Regions from separate parts of the Mus musculus genome. Here region 1 is linked to region 2. A link is a contact called in public Hi-C data. All regions are on one chromosome and are shown on one strand. Each heading gives the region's core, a stretch centred on a gene start, on an enhancer-like site or on the middle of the called end of the contact. The rest is flanking DNA. Distances are from core to core; before and after follow the strand shown.

Region 1 (2,700 bases), core at 120-2,619, 410 kb before region 2:
GTCTACAGATGCAGAACCAGGGAGGACTTGGTCCTCGTGAACCAAGTGGACTTCATCGTGGTCAGTTGGGTGAGATGTGGTAGAATATGGACCAGAGCTGAGGTCTCCAGATCTTTTTTGTTCGCCAGAGTATTTTCCTCTTTGCCATGCTCCCCTTTCCCCCAACCCCGGTAAAAGAGCTGGGAGAGAAGGCCTCTCGTGACATCTGTTCGAGCCTCACTGTCCTTTTCAACACCTTGCTGGATAGAAAACAGTCTCCCATGAGCCTCCGGGTTTAAAAGAATAGCTATCGAGAACTCTCTCTGCCTCCTTCCTTCATGAAGATTACTGCAGAACCTAACAGGGCTCACTCCAAGGGCTTTGTGTCCTGTTGAAGAAAACCACATTCCCATCGGAGTGTTTCTAACTCTGCTCGCTTTTTATCTCCAGCTCCCATGAGCACCAGCTGCAGGGGCTTTCTTACTTCCATAGTTATGACTCTGTTGGCCTTCTGTCAAAATTAACAAAACGTCTCATGCCAAAAAACACATCGCGAGCTAATATTTTAAAATTGTCTGTGTTATATAGTACATGCTAAAGCCCCATTCCAAAGAATGCAGATCTGATATCTTCAGGTAAAACCCATATTCTCCCTGTAAGATACAGAGCCTGGCCTTCTCCATAGATGACTGGCTGACTTTAGGTTCCCGATATGTATCTAGGCGAAAGGACACAACACACCATAAATTAGAATTAGAAGCATAACAGAACCGTTTAGAGCCCCTATCGATTTTAATGTGCCTGGTCTAGAGAACCACTTGAGTGAATGTACTTCCCCCTACTCTGACAGCTGTTTTGCCATGACCAGAGGAGGGCTAATGAGGTTACAGCTGTCAGGCTTAATCAAAAGACACAAATATGAACAAGGAATTGGGTAGCTGGTTTCAGTTAATTTGTGCAAATGTACAGATTGGACAGGCAATATTTACACTGGCGACTCAAAACAAACTTTCAGGAATTGAGCCAAAGATGACCTCACTGGTTCTCAACTCCATTCTGGGGAGATAAGACTCAAATTAGAGAAACAGGAGATGGAGCCCCAAAGGGGTCCCAGCTTTGAGACACCCATGAAAAACCCGTTTGCATACAGCACATTTCCCTCTTCATCAAGTATCTAATTGGATTTCCAAGACGGGAGCCTAGTCATTCCAGGAAAAAAAAATCCTCTCCTAACTGTTCTGGGGATGCAGCTTGGGAGTCCGGGTCTTGTATTATTGCCATGGGACTTTATGTAAGAGTCACCCCTCCCCCACCCCCACCCTCGCCCGCGCTCATGAGAGCATCCAGTGTGTGCGCCAGGATTACTGCGCACCCATTCTGTTATGAAAACATCGTTCTATTAATATAAATGCACGCTGCATTTGCCAGGGCTAACGAGAACAGGTGCAAAGTCTTCAGATGCTTGTCCATACCGAGAAATGAAAAGAGTGTACAAACAGTTTTCCCTTGCCGTGGCACCGTGGGTGTCGATGTAACATTCGTCTCTACTGCATTCCTTGATGTTCATGGAAGGTAGCCCGGGAAACTTGATCTGACTGGCTTGGAGGGCAGAGAGGGGAGGAGGAGGAAGAGAGAGATAGTGATGACATGGTCTCTAGGATTCTGTTTATGCAAATACTGTCCTCTTGATCTGGGGCTCACATGGGTCATGTACAGAGCATATTCTGTCCTATCTCCTGCTGAGAATGGGTGGGTACGGACATCAGAAATAGTCTGCTGATCTGGTATGTAGAAAACAGTTGAACGGCACCGAATAGTTCAGATCTTCATCTCTCCCTCTCTCTCTCTTTTAAAAATCTTATCCATGTGACTGCCGTGGTGTTGCCCATAGTTTCAAATTCACTTTGTAGTTCCCAGGCAAGGGAGAAATTCCTTCTCTGAAAAGCCTATCTGGGTTCCAGTCTCCATCCAGAGGGCAGTCTGTGGGATTTACTTCTTTGAACAGGAAGACAAGCAGCCCGTGAATCCACCACTGAATGAATAGCCTTGACAAATGAGTAGTAAGAGCTCTATGTGTGTGCATTTTTTTTTTTTTTAGAAGTTTTGGAGTTCGCCACCAAAACTGGGTGTCTGTATATGTGTGTGAGGATGGAAAACATGTATAACATGTGTGTTACCTCTTGCTCCCAGTACTGTTAATCACTATCAATCAGAATCTGAAAATATTAAGTGAAAACTTCAAGAAATAAATGATTTAAACGTTTTGATAGGTTTCACTCCAGCATATTGTTAGAGCATTCTATTTATTATTAATTGGTATTAGTATCTGTGCCAGAATTATAAATTAAACTTTATAACAGTTATGTAATATGGTGGCTTGGATGAGAATGGCCCTCACATGCTCATGTTATTGAGCAAAGTCTCTAATTGGTAAACTGCTCAGGGGACTGCTTAGGACTTGTGACTTTGTTGGAGCATGTGTGGTCTTGATAGACTTGTACACTGTACACACATGCATATCTACAGATATTTATAGATATGCGTGTGTGTGTGTGGTGTACACATATACATAAGAGCACATTTATATATAGAAATTTTGGATAATTTGTTGCCAGTGTCTTTACAGTAGTCTCCAAGATGGCTCCCTGGATTCCTACCCCTAGAATACATATACACTGCATTCTTTCCCATTGAGTGTGAGTGAGGGCTCTAACGATGGTG
Region 2 (2,700 bases), core at 24-2,523:
CTTTTAGATGTGTTGTCTTGTGCAGTGGGCACTAGCTACACTCAACCAATGAGCGACTGAGCTGAGACTAGCACACTGAGAAGCAAGCCGATTCCTTCGTTTTCACCGTCTTACACCAGTGCAGCCACAGGTAGCTAAGGTTTGCTGTACAGCACAGGACAACCATGCAGAGAGCCTGTGGGAGACCAGGGAAGCTCACACCAGCATCTCTACTCTGTAAAATTATTTATACACCATGCCAGTAGTAAGACTGGATGGGTATTTCTGCTTTTCTGCTCCTGTTGTTTTGCTCAGTACCTTTTTCTACATCAAAGAGCCACCTGCCTAGATATGACACTGCAGTCAATGGGCTGGGCTCCCTAGATCCACTAACAATCCAAGAGTGCCCCTCGTCATGTGCATAGGCTAATCTGATGGAGACAGTCAGTTGACATTAATGACTAATTCGGTTATTTCAACATCTTGGCAGTTATGACTAGTGCCTCAGCAAATGTGGGGGCTGTAGATTCTTCCACAACACGCTGGCTTCATCCCTTGGCGAGTGATCCAGACTTCAGGATTTCTGTGCCAGCAGGAGCTAAGCTTTCTTGTATGTAACCTGACAGCTACACAGAGAGATCTAAGAATCATGGAGCCACCAATTCTATTGCACTCACAATTAAACCCAGGTTGAGAAGGGATTTCACAAGATCAAAGTGGAGCTAGTGAAGGTGAACTTTTTCTTTTTTTTTTTTTCTTTTTTTTACTACTTACCAAATTGCTCTTCACTGGAAGTGATACACACACACACACACACACACACACACACACACACACACTTGCTCTCGTGCGTGAGCACACGCAGTCAAAACCAGCATCAAACCCCTTGACAACAGAACTCAAATTAACCCTCAATCACACACATATGGGGAGAAGGAACTTGGCTCTGACGAAGGCTGTGACTAATTCTCATGTCACGACTAACGAGAGTAATTAGGGGGCGTTAGGCAATGTCACAAAGGTTTTAGTTGTGCAAAATGATCAGACTTCCTAGAAACAAATGAGACTGCTTAATGTTAAGTGTACACCATTTGAGAATGGGCTGCCTAATCTTTCAAAAGTGGAGCTAGTGAATTAAAGGAACTTCCCCAAACCTCCACCCAGCACATGGTAAGTTCATGCCCAAAGTCCATCACTTTGATTCTCAGCTTTCCCATGACTTCAGGATGCCTCTGTGATGCAACCCTGCCGAGCCCGTCTGTAACTAAAATCCTGCTAAGATTTACCCAGTCTTATATGCAGAATCCAGAAACCACACAGAAGTGTTTCTCTTCTTACCCTCACATGACTGTTCAGTCAGTCCATCTGCCATGTAACCACATGAAAGAATTCTCAACAAATCCAACTCATTATCCAAAGTGTTTGCAGAATCCCCCGAGGAGACAGACTCTGGGAGGAGAACTATCTTCACTACTTTACAAGTGAAATGTTGAGGAGAACATTTTTCCTCAAAAAGTCAGAGGAGTAATGACCTATCCACCACACAGGCCGGTAGCATGCACATTGTGTTGTTCTAGTAATACATTCCTAATTTGTGTCATAAATGCTTATTAGCAGGATCCAAACTACCAGCAGCAATGAAAACTACAGCATAAAGCTAGGAAAGGTACTTCTGGGAGCGTTTGTGTCATCCGTAAGTAAAAGCTCATCTTGATATCGTTTTCACGGTTAGTTCTTCATTTTGGTCAATGTATTTATTCCCTATCTCTACCTCCTTTGCAAAACCTCCAAAGAATGCTAGAGAAAACCAGGCAACCACAACATTTGATTTTCTGGCAATCTTCCCTTTGGAAAACAGACTTGAACTTCATGACAGACAGTAGTCTAGGAATGTTAAGAACACAGGAGAGACTTCAATAAGAAATAAGGGAAATTGGAAACAGAAAGAAAGAGAGAGAGAGAGAGAGAGAGAGAGAGAGAGAGAGAGAGAGAGAGAGAGAGAGAGAAAGAAAGAAAGAAAGAAAGAAAGAAAGAAAGAAAGAAAGAAAGAAAGAGGGAGGGAGGGAGGGAGGAAGGAAGGAAGGAAGGAAGGAAGGAAGGAAGGAAGGAAGGAAGAAAGGAAGGAAGGAAGGAAGGAAGGAAGGAAAGAAGAAAGAAAGGAGGGAAATAGTGAAAGAGAGGGGAAGAAAAAAAAGAAGAAAGCAGCTGTATTTCCATCCTTTTTTCAGGAAAAAAAAAAAAGGTATAACAAACACTGAAATCCCAAATTGGCTGAATGTGCAAAAAGTTCACTATTTGATTTACAAATTCCTAGTAGACTCCACTTAATTGAATCTAGGAAACTAAACCTACTGGAGCCGAGGAGGCTTCTGATTGCGTTTCACCTGGGTCAGAGAAGGTCTTTGGCTTGTTTAGGCATGGAGAGAAGGGCTGCTCTGGTAAAGCTGGCTGAACTCTGAGCTACTGGCAAAAGAAGGCTCTAGAGAAAGCAACAGCTAGTCTGTGCTTCCAAGTCTGGGGCTGCTCCAGACTGGCTACCTCTACCCCTTCCTCTCCTTCAACATCTAGTCCAGTCCTCTCTCAGCCTAGCACACACAGACTCTCTCTACAGGACTAAACTATCAACCTCTTGTGAGGAAAACCTTCCCTTTAGTTAGGAACTCTCTGCCCTGATTGCTTAGTAGTGCGGCTTCATTAAAACATGTGATAAAATGTGGGGGA

What was found. Hi-C and Micro-C count contacts between places; a contact is called where the count stands out from the background.
Region 1: a contact with region 2 is called in a Hi-C map of muscle stem cells, with 4 times the contacts expected there. The contact joins two enhancer-like sites. A contact is called at or near these places in 1 of 15 datasets of contacts at CTCF or cohesin (the NIH/3T3 cell line), 1 of 484 Hi-C or Micro-C datasets (muscle stem cells) and 2 of 115 datasets of contacts at active chromatin or transcription factors (differentiating embryonic stem cells and embryonic stem cells).

Annotation. Positions count from the first base shown.
Region 1 is chr10:23,608,455-23,611,154 of GRCm38.p6, reverse strand. No RefSeq gene overlaps it. Among named protein-coding and RNA genes, the nearest start is that of Gm47843, 35 kb to the right of the region's middle. Within about 2 kb of position 1,369, at least 18 of the 459 cell types and tissues checked have an H3K27ac peak or open chromatin away from gene starts, as enhancers often do. A contact at or near this core is called in muscle stem cells, where this site is marked.
Region 2 is chr10:23,201,879-23,204,578 of GRCm38.p6, reverse strand. The region is part of intron 3 of Eya4 (EYA transcriptional coactivator and phosphatase 4); the gene reads left to right. Among named protein-coding and RNA genes, the nearest start is that of Gm24655, 36 kb to the right of the region's middle. Within about 2 kb of position 1,273, at least 60 of the 459 cell types and tissues checked have an H3K27ac peak or open chromatin away from gene starts, as enhancers often do. A contact at or near this core is called in muscle stem cells, where this site is marked.